Linked DNA regions of Mus musculus: regions 1, 2 and 3 are each linked to region 4. The links are chromatin contacts, called in public HiChIP or PLAC-seq and promoter capture Hi-C maps. All regions are on one chromosome and are shown on one strand. The core of a region is the stretch at or near the end of the contact, and the rest is flanking DNA. Distances in the headings are between cores, read along the strand shown.

Region 1 (2,847 bases), core at 69-2,568, 1.1 Mb after region 4:
CAGGCACCTGGTTTCCTTAGCACTCCACTCCACTGCGTGAAATGAACAGTCAGCACAAAGCAGTCTCTGGGTTGGGTTGGGTTGGGTTTTGAGACAAGAGTCTCATTGATCCCAGGTAGGCCTTGAACACAAATGCAGACAACGATGACCTTGAACTTCTAATTCTTCTTCACCTCACCTCTCAGGTGCTGGAATTACAACAGGCCATTACTTTTTTTTTTTTTTTTTTTTTTATGCTGGAGATAAAATATAAGGCTTCCTGCATGCTAGCAAACACTCTACCACCGAGCCACACTCCACCCCCACCCCCACAAATGCCTCTTTGGATTAAAGAGGACAGCACATCTGTAACTAGTGAAGACATCTTCCCCCAAGAGTCAGTAAGGCCAGATGGGTGTAGCTACCAAATTCAGGTCAGCAAGCAAGGTACCAAGCTAGTCCTGTATCAGGCTGTGAGTTAGAAGACAAATCAACTCTTCTCCTTTTTTGAGACAGCCTCTTTATGTGGCCCATATGCTGACTTTGAACTCACTTCATAGCTGAGGTTGACCTTGAACTCCTGATCCACCTGCTCATCCTCCCAAATGCCAGGATTATAAGTACACACACAAACACACACACACACACACACACACACATATATATACATCACCATATCCAAGTAAGAAGGACCTTTCTTAAGGGGTCCCAAACTCTCAGGCTGGAAAGATAGCTCAGTGGTTAAGAGCACTGACTGTTCTTCCAGAGGTCCTGAGTTCAATTCCCAGCAATCACATGGTGGCTTATAACCATCTGCAAGAGGGATCCAATATCCTGTTCTGGTGTGTCTAGAGGCAGCTACAACATATTCATATAAATAAAATAAATAAATCTTTAAAAAAAAAAAAGACAGAAAGAAAAGATCAGACTCACTTATAACCATGCTTGGCTAAGAATATCTGTGAAGCTTTAACGGCCTCAGAAACTTGTTCCTTCTTGGTTGTCAGCTCTTCTGCCAGAACCTAGTAGAAGAAATAAAATAAAGGGGGCGGGGATCCCAAACTAGCCTGAGACACAGACCCAGCTAAAGCAATACAAGCAACACAATACAGGGCAGGTGCTGGCCTAGCCCATCATAGAGAAGACTGCAGTGGGGGCTGGGAAGGCTCTCCCTGCCAGTCACATTTGAGCCGGGTTCTGTCCCACTCCAGTGCCAGGAAGCAAGCCCCAATCCTGCCTTTCAACGTTCTTTGTTTTAGGAGCTGGCAAAGGCTTGGAAAGAGCTACATTCTTCAGATACATAACGTCCTAATTAGTGGTTGCTCTTGAACCAAACAAAGCTTCCAAGTAGTAGGCTTCAAAGCCACCCTTCTGATGACAGACTGGCACACAGGGGGACTGTAAATCAGAGTGAAGTTCTGGCTGAGCTACATTTTGGCTGGCTTCCCAATTATAGCCATTGATGGCATGCCTAATTTACTCAGAAATGTCTTTACTCTTTGTCACCCCAGAGCAAAATCAATCTCTCTTTAGCAGAGATTAGTCTGCAAGGGGAAATATTAACAAATTCACTAATTAAAAGATGTGTGTAAACTTAACCTTGAAAACTATCATTCCTGTTGAATGCAGTAAGCAAGCAAGTTCTTGAATCAAGTAAAAAAGAAAAAAATACATCGTTTGTTTGGGACTGGAGACTGCCTTTCTTTCAAGCATGAGTTACTTAAATGTCCATTCACCCTTCAGGTTGGAATTATAATGGCTGATTCTCATTTAGGATAGTAAACCTAATTTCTGTTATTATTTTATTACATCTACTTGGGGGAGGGGCACCACGGTGTGGGGCTAGTCTTTTGTTACCTTGACACAAGCTAGAGTAATCTGAGAAGAGGGGCCCACAGTGGAGAAAATGCTTTCATATGATTGCCTGTAGGCAAGTCTCTAGGGCATTTCCTTAATTAGTGATTGATGTGGGAGGGGTTAGGGCCCAACCCATTGTGGGTGGCGCCATCCTGGGCTGGTGGTTCTAAGGAGCTATAGAAAAGCAGGCTGTGCAGGACACAAGGAGTCCTCCTCCATGGTCTCTGCATCAATTTCTGCCTCCGGATTTCCACCTTGAGTTCCTGCCATGGCTTCTCTGGATGACGGACTGTTATATTAAAGTGTAAGATGAGATAAACAATCTCTTGTCTTGGCTTTCATCCGTGTTTTATCATGGCAATAGGAACCCTCACTAAGACCAGCTGCATGTGGAATTCAGAAACAAACTTAAGTACACTGTCTCCTTCACTGCGTCAGTCCCAGGAACTTGGTTTGTCATGCTTGCCAGCAACTGCCATCTCGGTGACTCCTGGGTTCAGTTTCTTTTTCTTTCTTCTTCCTTTTTTTTTTAAAATGAGACAGGATCCCATTATGCAGCCCAAGCTGGCCTTGAACTTTCAATTCTTCCGTCTCAGCCCCCTGAACATTCAGAATATAGACATGTACTACCACACCTGTCTATCTTAGGCTTTAATATGCATTCATTCTAGTATTCATGAGCACTTGCTATGTACACACGAGAGCCTCAAAGCTGACGTCCCTCCATCTGTTCCCAGGGCTGGCACTTTGCCTCACTTGTCAGCATAGAGCGCAGACTGCATGACATTAAATTTTAGGATCCCATAGCACTCACCCTTCATGAGGCTGTTTTGATCACCGCTGTGACTCCAGAGCCTAAGAACACTGCCTGGACAAAAAAAAAGTTCTTATACGAGCAGTGGTGGCGCACGCCTTTAATCCCAGCACTTGGGAGGCAGAAACAGGAGGATTTCTGAGTTCAAGGCCAGCCTGCTCTACAGAGTGAGTTCCAGGACAGCCAGGGCTACACAG
Region 2 (3,161 bases), core at 390-2,889, 1.0 Mb after region 4:
AGTATATGAAAAACTGGCGACAGCTCCAACCAGCTCCCAGGCCCCTGGGAGCATGAAACGGGAAGCAATGACCACAGGTTGATTCTGAAAGCCTTGTGAAAAAAGACTGCTAGGTCTAACCTCAGAAGAAAAAAAAAAAAAAAACAAACTCACAGTTCTTACAAATTTTATGATGTAAACAGGCTCGACAGCAGCAAGGCCACGCAGAGAAACAGCTAGAGTTTGCCAGACATTACCTTTGTTTTACTATAACATTACATTTTAAGTAATGGTTGCACTCAACAATAGGCCGCCAAAAAAAAAAAAAAAAAAAAAAAAAAAAAAAAAAAAAAACCATCATCCTTCCAAAGGCTTCTGGTGAGCTGTTACCTACCATTTTTATATTGCGCACCGTTACATGTTGCTCCTCGGGAAATTTAAAACTATTTTGAACGAATTAAGTAAATGAAACTAACAAATCACCTGGCTCAGATGTCTGCCGAACTCAGAGTGCCGACTTCTTGGCTAATACAACTTTAGAAATGCAATGTGCTCGCTATGTTCATGAAGCGGTGCTGTGATCTAGGTCTGTGTTACAAACCGACTCCAGGGAGGCTGAGGTAGGAGAGACCTCAAGTTCTAAGGCTAGCCCAGGCTATATAGATATGACTGCCTGCTCAAACCATAAGAATTGAAAATACTGTGGGGGCTTGTTTTGTTTGTTTTGCTTTATTTTGTTTTGGGTTTTGCACCGTGGTTTATATTCTTTTTCAAAGTAGTGCTTCATATCCTGGTGAGACAGTCTTGCGATTCATAAATTGATAGGAATCACTATTTTATTGGTAATGAGAGAAAAACGGTCTAGGAGCTGCTTGTCAAAGGAAAACTAGAAGTGTGCGGGGAAGCTGGGAGGCTGGCCAGAGGTCCTGCAATTCCAGTCTCTCTACTGCAAATGCCTCTATCAATAAGAAAGTAGCCGGGGCCCCTCTCTCGCTTCTCTCCCTCCCTTTCTCCTCTCGACCGCACCCCCCCCCCCACCCCCCACTCTAGCTTTGAAGACTCAGCTCCAACACTTTTATGTCACAGAAAAGAGGGGCAGAATTCTTCAAAGCACAATGTTCGAATGTGCTTAAGCTTTTTCACTCCGATCCAAGCCAGCTTGAGTGCGGCATAAGTTTCCAATGCAGAGTCTACATAGAATCTTCCTGCCAAAATTAGCATCACCAGTAGTCGTGGCCGAGTGGTTAAGGCGATGGACTAGAAATCCATTGGGGTCTCCCCGCGCAGGTTCGAATCCTGCCGACTACGGAAGGGAATGTTTTTTGCCACCGAATGAATAATTTTGGATCTGCAGATTCCCCGATGAAACATACAGCCTGCCAAAGCGACCAGGGGTCGCCACGGGGTGGAAAGAGAGGCTGTTGGGGTGGAAAGAGAGACTGTTTGTGATCAGGCGCCGGAGCGGAGCGGGAGAGGTGAAGGGCAAAGCGGGCCCACAGGCTGCGTGGACGGCAAGGGAAGCGCTCCGGGCACGCAGGACCCACCGACAACATCCGCGGCGGCCGGCCTCAGCGGGTCCCCGGGCCTCGGGACCCCCTGCCACCGCGAGTGCGCGCCCGTCAGCGCCGCGGCAGCGCGCGCGCCCCCCGAGTCGCCCGGAGGTTTGCGCAGGCGCGGAAGGTTGTGGGGAACCCGCTCCCGGGCGCGTCGGTTTCTCGCGTTGCCGTGGAAACCACCGGCCAGCGAGGCTCGGGAGAGAAAGACGCGTCTGTTCAAGATGGCGAAGGACCTGGACGAACTTCTGGATGAAGTCGAGACCAAGTTCTGCAGACTCGACCCCTTGAGGCTGGACCTGGGTGAGCGGCCCAAAGGCGACGGCGGCGGCGGCTCGCACAGCGGCGACCGGAACGGAGCCCAGGAGAAAGAAACTCTCAGGTTAACGCAGGCGGGTGGACGGTTCTGCTACAGCCCTGCTCGGGGCGCCTAAGCCGGCCTCCGCCGCCGCGCGCCCCCGCGGCCTGGGCTACTGTCCTAGCCCTCGACGGCCCTCGGGTCACGGCTCAGACCCCGCCCCTGGGCGAGCCTGAGGGAGCTGAGACCCTACCTGACAGCCCTAACCTGACGTGGATCGGGGTGTCCCTCCCCTGAGACACGACAGGGCCACGCTGACCAGACCCACAGCGTTCTCATCGGCGAGGGGCCCTGACTGCAAATGTCGTGCCTCTCACGCCGTTACCAGGCAACCCTTAGGGAACCGGTAGGCCAGCTGTTAGAAGACCATTTTATTGTCTGATTTGTTTAAGCTCGAGGAGTTAGATGAGAGTATATTTAATTATTAAGAGTATCCATTGCAAATATCTGAATTAAATAAATTGCCCAGTTGCCTGCCATTCCCCGTGTCTCCAAAGTTAAGGGACCCAGCAAATGTCCTATTATATCCAGGTCGAAGTTTAAAGACACTTAAATCTTTGGGGATTTGAACAACAACAATAAAAAGCAGGCGTCGTTGCATTATCCTTTAAAGTGAGATCTTAGGCTCAGTAATAACTCCTGCTAGGACCTGCCGCTTGCCTAGACCATTGGGGGAAAGGCTGGTGTTTCTTCCATTAATGTATAAGGTATTACTTTGCAGTGTTTGCTTTGTGTTTGGCTTGGTTTTGTTCCTTTGTGGTTGGAGAGAATTTGTCAGGCCTTTTCATCTTGGAACCAACATAAAGAAGCTTAGACTGTCTCCACACTGAAAGGATGGCCATTTCTGTGGCTTCTCCCCAGCCATGTGATCTTTCCTGCCTGTGTCTGACTACCAGACTCCACCCACACCCTCCTCTCCCTGCCCCCACCTTAGCACATTTATAATGCCTAAAGTGAATCACAACTGTTATCACTTGTGTTAAACTTTTTATCAGGGACAATGATTAGAAGTTGTGCAAAAAACAACAGCAAATACCCTAAGCCAAGTTTTAAATACAGTTCCTTTCTGGTATGGAATGCCATCACTGAAGTTTTACACTAAGCCAAAGGAAATCATTTGTGAGTTTATGAACAGACCACCTGCTGGTTGCATGGCTTAACTTACCATCTCTAGATGATAGCTGTGATAATAATTGCTAATGTTTACTTCTCTCTGTGCTAAGTCCCCGATATGGGTTACCCCTATCGCCCAATGAGGTGAATGGTGTTCT
Region 3 (3,149 bases), core at 424-2,923, 1.2 Mb before region 4:
TGACTGTGTTTATCTTTGGCACATTACAAAAGTTAGTGTCCCAACGTCCTAGTGAAATACACAAGGACACAACAGGAGACCTCCACATAGTCACTTGGAGCCTAAACGTTATACTTTCATTAAATGTAGAGGTCATATTATTTAGCTTGTAAGTTGTCTTGAAATAGATGCGAGTCTGACAAGTGAGATTCCCCCCCAAGTATCTATGATAGTTTTACTTTGAGGGATATAAACTTATTATAAGTGGAAGACTTACATTAGATTTGTGATTTTTGGTTTATGATACTGGAGCTATAAAAAAGTAGATTTTCAATGTCACATTTTTTTCCCTGTAGTGTTAATGTTTTCTTCTGATTATCTGTAAACTATTTGATGACTATGTTTCTTTTAGAAATCCAACTTATGGCGAAAGAAAACCAGAATCAATGCACTTAAATAAGCAACAATTGTAAAAAAATTTTTTAAAAAAAAGAGTAAAACTATTTCTATTAGGAGATAGATGTCTAACTGATTAAGCTGCAGTATAAATGAAGCAGTTTTGGCAAGTCATTTGTCCATATAAAACTGTGTGATTCTAAGCTCAGTAGTAGTACAACCATCAGTGGGCCAGATTAGCATGCTTTGCCTTTTCTCTACGATTTTTGAGTTCAATAGCACTTACACAGCTGTCATAGCTGGCTGTATAACCTCCTTCCTTATTTATAAGTGAGTGCAGTCTTTAGCCTAATAAAACCATACTGGAGTTTACAATTGTTGACCGTTTATAAATCTGCTCCGTGTTTCACACACAAAAGATGCTTAGTAAATGTTTAAATATCTATTACACAAGAGGGAAACTAATTTAAAAAATGTCTTCAAGGTTAATATTCATCTTGTACCGGAAAGAGAAATGGGCAAGAAGGTCGGCTATTCAAAGCTGGAAGATGATATTTAGTGCCACATTGGCGAAGGAATGATGAAAACACTCCAGTTCTGACACGTTTAAAAATGGGCACACATCCTATTTCTTTGTTTCATAACCATTGCGCTATCCCTTCGTTTTTTGGCATGCTAACAAATTCAACTAAAATCAATGCTCTCTAGTTAAAACTTTTTGATTTAGTGGCAGATCCCGCTGTCCTATCACCGAGGACGTCAGTTAAAGCCAAGTGGTGAGGCAGGGATGGATCTATTTGAAAGGAAAGGCGTCCATCCTAGGTATTTCGTGTGGGAAAATCATCTCAAGTTGAAGGATAATTACAGAAGAGACACCCAAACACCCCTAGCCTCCTCGGTCCGCACCGGGCTGGCCACCCCTCGCGGTGGCGGGGGGTCACTACGGGCTCCGGGCCTCCGCTTCCTGCCCCAGGGCGGCGCACCGCGGCTCCGGGAAGGTGCTGCGCGGAAACGTGGCACCCTCTGCACCCGCGCGAGAGCGCTGGCAGCAGGCGGCCCGAGAGGCTGCGGCGGCCGCGCACCGGGACCGACACCCGCCCGCTGCGCCGGCGCCCGGCGGGACGGGAAGGGGCGGCCGCCCGCGCCGCGCCGCCCCCTTCTCTCGGCCTCTCCGCGGCCTCCGCCACCCCGGCCGAATTCTTGCATAAATTATGCCAGGCGCGCCTGACGTCAGGTGGCGGCGCGCGGGCGCGGGCGCGCCGCGGAGAGAGCCGGCCGCGGGCGCGCGCGGCCCGGGAGGCTCGTGCGCGCGGCGTGCAGGGCGCGCGCAGGCGCTGGCGTGCTGGGGCCGCGGCGGCGGCGGCGGCGGCGGCGGCAGCGGTGGCGGCGGCGGCGCGGGGGTTGAGCCGTGGTGGTGCGGACGCGCTCGTGCTCGGGAACTATCGGATTAAACTTGAATCGAGTGGAATTACACAAAGGAGCGCCGCGGAGGAGGCGGCCCGGGGACCCGGAGACCCCGCAACTCGCCAGAGCCCCGTCCGCGCGCGGCCAACTCCGCGTCCGTGGATCAGCCCCCGGCCGCGGCCGCCGAGCCAACTCCGGAGCCGCTCTGCGTTTTGTTCCCCACGGCGCGCGGCGGCTGACTAGCCCGAGCGAAGGAGCGAGCCGGTGAGCGCAGACTTCCCCGGCGCCCCCGGGAGGGGCGGCGGCAGGAAACCGTGCCGGGCCGCGGCCGCGCGGAGTTGCGAGAGGGGAGTTGGGCGTGTGCGGGGCGCGGGGAGAGGTGCGCGGGGGCCGCGGTCGGCAGGAGCGTAGCGCCGCCCGCCCGGTCGCCTGCGTTGCTGCCGCCGGGGCCCGAACCCGCGGCCCGAGCGCCGCCCCGCGCCCCAACTTTTGCCTGCGTCCGCGGGGCCGGCGGCGGCGGGGGCGCGCGGGGCGGCCGAGGGTCACTTCCTCGCATGTAAATGGCTTTTTGTTGTGCTGCCGGCGTCGGGGGGGACGGGGACAGGAGGGAGCGTGTCTGCGCTCTGGGGAGCGCGAGCGCGTTTCCTCCCGCCGGCACCGAGCACGAGTTGCCGGCTGCGTTCGAGAGAAAAGGGAAGGAGGAAAAAGTTGGGTTCCAACTCCGGCGCGAGCGGCGGCGGGCGCGCGGGCGCGGGGCGCTGAGCGCGGGGCTCGGGGACGGCGGCGCCCCCCGCCTCGCCCCCGCCCCCCGCTCCGGCCCGACCACGCCGCGCTCGCCGGGAGCGGCGGCCGCACCGGCGCGAACAAAGTGCGTCCCTGCGGGCGCGGCGGCGCTAGCCCGTGCGGGGACGGCCACGGGCGAGGTGGGTCGGCGGCAGGGAAAGTGCGCGGGGCGCCGCGTGGGGCGGGGGCGGGGGTGGCGCGAACACGCGGCGCGGGGGGCGTCCCGAGCCCAGCCGGTGGCGGCGGCGGTCGCAGAGTTCCGAGCCCGCAGCTAGGGGTTCCTGGGGCTCCCCGGCAGCTCCCAAGTGCGCGAGGACGAGAAGAAAGGGAGCCGGGCTGGGGCGAGTGCGGGCGGGCGACCGGGGGACCCCACCTTGCCGAGCTGGCCGGGCCGCCAGCGGCGGCATAATAGCGACTTTAATCCGCGATCCCAACTCGCGTCCCCGCTCCCCTCCCCCCAGCCTGTCGGGGGTCCGGGCGGGGGCGGGGGTCGCCAGGTGGCCCCGGAGCGCCGGGGTTACGCGGTGGCCCCGCGGAGAGCCGGCTCGGGGCGCGAGCGGCCGAGGTGGCTGGAGGCCGAGCGGTCA
Region 4 (3,047 bases), core at 411-2,910:
ATTAGGAGTAGTGGCAATACAGGAGCAGTGTGATCGTGGGCCTCAGTTTCTCTGTCTGTAAAATAGAGATAATGTGGCCCTTGTCTCAGGCTTGTTATGAAGATTATGTGAAACTGTTTGCTAAGGCCATAGAGCCAGGCCTGACACAGCAGATGTCCAAGGTGAGTGTCATGCCTCTTAAGGAAGTCAGAGTAAAGAGAAGGGGAGAGAGGACCAAATTATCCTCACGCCTGCAAGGTCCCAATGAAGACAGGAGGGCCAGGGCGAGAGAACCCACAGAGACACAGCTCAAACCAGGAGGAGCAGAATGGTGGAACCACTGCTTCCTGGGTCTATCCGTGGCTGTGCCCTCTTGGCTGAATGGCCCTGGAAAGCCTTTATCTCTGAGCCTTTTGCCCCCCCCCTTTTTTTTTTAAATCCATAAGTGGAGTAATTTACAGGAGGACGTTTACAGATGGTGCGTGAGTACCCTGTAAAGACTCTGGACAACTTCCGTCTAGAGCGCTGTGCGAGAGAAGCAACGCTTCGCCGCCAAACCTAGCAACGTCCTGAACCGCGGGGCGGTGGGCGGGGAAGACACTGGGAATCTGGGGACAGATAAAGGAAACTCGTGATGGGGCGAGGCTGGGCTGAAGAGAAACAGATTGGGGTAGAGCTGCGCAGGGAGGGGTCTGGTGAAAGGGGGAGAGAGAGGGTGGGGATCAGAGAGTTGGGAGGCCACAGCCAAAAAAAAAAGCATATTTGGGGGGCAGGGACTGGGTGAGGAGAGGTATCGAATCGGAATGGGAAGGAATTTGGGGGAAGGACTAATTCCTGAAGACAATAGGAAAGAGGAAAAAGGAAGTACGGGTGCAGAAGAAGAGGGAGTCAAGCCCCTAAGGGTCCAGAGAAGTGTGGGGTCCCACGAAAGAGAAATGAAGCAGCTGGAGCAAACACCAGAGATTGAGGTCTGCGAGAGGAGAGTCTGGGGCCTGCAGGAGAGCGCGGCAGCTCCGAGCACCGGTCCAAACTCTGAAGACTGGTGGCCTTTGCCTGACCTCGAAGGTCGGGAATTGACGCGGGTCTTTGTGGAAAGCAGCATTCTACCAAGAGAAGGGGGCTGTGAAGGACTGGCCCCTGCGCCTGGCTTCCGGGACTCAGGGATGAAACTTGTGGGCGCGCGGGGGGGGGGGGGTGAGAGGGTGCTAACCGCCCGCTAGGAGGGTAGGGTGGCAAAGAGAGGGTGCCACTGCCCGGAGCCAGGGCGCAGCCTGCGGCAGCAGCCCCCCACCCCCACCCCCGCTCCGAGCCAGCCGCCGCGGCTGCCACTCCCCCGGGTCCCTGGAGAAGTTCGAGCAGCTGGTGGGGACTGACGGTCCCCGGCGCAGGCGGCTGCCTGCGGGCTCTGGCTCCCCAACCCTGGGACAGAGGCGCTCGCCTCTGGCTCGCCCAGTCGGCGCTCCGGACCCCGTGGGGCTCTTCCAGCTCTCACCTTGCCACCACCACAGCCCACCGCTGCCCCCCACCCCACACCTCCTGCCCGCACTACCCGCCTCCCTCCCTATCCCCGCAGCGCTGCTCTCCCCTCCTCTCCCCACCTCCCGGCGAGGGGCGGGAGGGGGCGTGGCAGGGCCTGGATTTGTGTAGCTGCTACCCGGCTCCCCGCACTCGTAGTCTGCAGGAGGAGCGCGGCCCCCGCCGCTGTCCAGCCGCTCCGTGCCTTTCGCGCCCGGCGCAGCCGCTGCTGTCGCCGCCGCCTCTCCGAGTAACTTAGCCACTCGCTCGCCATGGACACTCCTAGGGTCCTTCTCTGGGCGATCTTCCTCATTAGCTTCCTCTGGGATTTGCCGGGTTTCCAGCAGGCTTCCATCTCCTCGTCCTCCTCCTCCTCCACCGAATTGGACTCCACCAAAGACGTGGGGAACCGCAAAGAAGGGAAGATGCAGCGAACTCCACAAGAGAGTGCCGAGGGCCGGACGCCCCCGGAGCACGGGCTGCGGCAGAAGGACCTCCGGCGGCGGCCGCCCGGACAACATCAGGGGCAGGAGCCGCCGGGCAGGGGGCTGCGCGTGGTGCCTCACGAGTACATGCTGTCAATCTACAAGACTTACTCCATTGCCGAGAAGCTGGGCATCAATGCCAGCTTTTTCCAGTCTTCCAAGTCAGCTAATACGATCACTAGCTTTGTAGACAGAGGACTGGGTAAGTGGCAAAGAAAGCGCCCGACTCCTCTCCAGTTGGAGCTCCTCAGCCAGAGCTCTACCCAGGCTCTGGCAAGAGGCTGCTTTTGTGAATTCCCTTCGCATTTTGGACACCTCCCCCCTATTTTACTTTTCTCAAGCCCCCAATTCTGAGTGCAGCTGCAGCTTTTTGCTCCAGTCTGCAATTCTCCCCTACTTTCTTACTTTTTTTCTCTCCTTTTCCTTCCTGTTTTCTATTTTGCCGAAAGCATCGCGGCGGTCAATGGTCTGGTAGCTAGCAGAGGAAGCATAGAGGAAAAGAAGTGATGAGCAAATGAAGGGAAAGGGAGAAGGGTCAGAGAAAGGACTGAGAGACCCTGGCTCCAAAGCTTGTGAGGGTCGCGGGCCCTAGAGCATTCATGAGAGCTTTAGAGAGCCTCCTGTCTCTCAAGGAAAAGCCAGCACAAGGTAGTCAATCCGTCTAGGATCGGTGTCAGGCAGTGCCTAGATCCAGCAGCCCTGTGGGTTCACCCGATGTCCTGCGTAGGGTGTGGGGAAATATCAGCCAGGTGGGCACCCAGTGCCTTGTGGCACCGTTTTTATTTTTCCTCGTCTCACACATGATAGTTTTCAAGCCACCATCTTCGGGGTGGGCTGAAACTGGGACTGATAAAAGCGTGGAGTTGTTGGTGCTTACTGTACTACAGGACGGTACTCATCTACCTTTCTCAGCCAGGCAACCCTTCTATCGATGATCATCTCGGGACCCTACCCTCATCCCCTGTGCCAGACAGGATGCATTCCCGTCTATAGGATTCTGAGCTTCCTCCTCTTGCTATTATCGCTGATCCACAGCATAGCATGGGCAATGAAATCATAGCATCTCAG

The links. Promoter capture Hi-C pulls out the DNA fragments that hold promoters and counts their contacts. HiChIP or PLAC-seq counts read pairs in DNA pulled down with a chosen protein or histone mark.
Region 1: a contact with region 4 is called in an H3K4me3 HiChIP or PLAC-seq map of embryonic forebrain, with 7 times the contacts expected there. The contact joins the enhancer-like site here to the promoter of Gdf6 in region 4. A contact is called at or near these places in 1 of 39 promoter capture datasets (embryonic stem cells), 2 of 115 datasets of contacts at active chromatin or transcription factors (embryonic forebrain and forebrain) and 1 of 9 other capture datasets (embryonic stem cells).
Region 2: a contact with region 4 is called in an H3K27ac HiChIP or PLAC-seq map of epiblast stem cells, with 33 times the contacts expected there. The contact joins the promoter of 2610301B20Rik here to the promoter of Gdf6 in region 4. A contact is called at or near these places in 12 of 39 promoter capture datasets (3T3-L1-derived adipocytes, HPC-7-derived erythroid cells, the SN4741 cell line and 8 more), 1 of 15 datasets of contacts at CTCF or cohesin (pro-B cells), 8 of 484 Hi-C or Micro-C datasets (cortical neurons, embryonic stem cells, muscle stem cells and 3 more), 23 of 115 datasets of contacts at active chromatin or transcription factors (astrocytes, cardiomyocytes, differentiating embryonic stem cells and 13 more) and 1 of 9 other capture datasets (embryonic stem cells).
Region 3: a contact with region 4 is called in a promoter capture Hi-C map of embryonic stem cells, with 3 times the contacts expected there. The contact joins the promoter of Chd7 here to the promoter of Gdf6 in region 4. A contact is called at or near these places in 1 of 39 promoter capture datasets (embryonic stem cells) and 1 of 115 datasets of contacts at active chromatin or transcription factors (embryonic stem cells).

The regions. Positions count from the first base shown.
Region 1 is chr4:10,974,858-10,977,704 of GRCm38.p6, forward strand. No RefSeq gene overlaps it. Among named protein-coding and RNA genes, the nearest start is that of Plekhf2, 31 kb to the right of the region's middle. Within about 2 kb of position 1,319, at least 97 of the 459 cell types and tissues checked have an H3K27ac peak or open chromatin away from gene starts, as enhancers often do. A contact at or near this core is called in embryonic forebrain, where this site is marked.
Region 2 is chr4:10,872,859-10,876,019 of GRCm38.p6, forward strand. 2610301B20Rik (RIKEN cDNA 2610301B20 gene) reads left to right here and starts at 1,640. Exons shown (of 6, transcript NM_026005.3): 1 at 1,640-1,914. The coding sequence starts at 1,757. n-TSaga9 (a tRNA gene) reads left to right here and starts at 1,206; the gene lies at 1,206-1,287.
Region 3 is chr4:8,688,733-8,691,881 of GRCm38.p6, forward strand. Chd7 (chromodomain helicase DNA binding protein 7) reads left to right here and starts at 1,674. Exons shown (of 38, transcript NM_001277149.1): 1 at 1,674-2,043.
Region 4 is chr4:9,842,712-9,845,758 of GRCm38.p6, forward strand. It overlaps Gdf6 (growth differentiation factor 6), which reads left to right and starts at 1,661. Exons shown (of 2, transcript NM_013526.1): 1 at 1,661-2,181. The coding sequence starts at 1,767.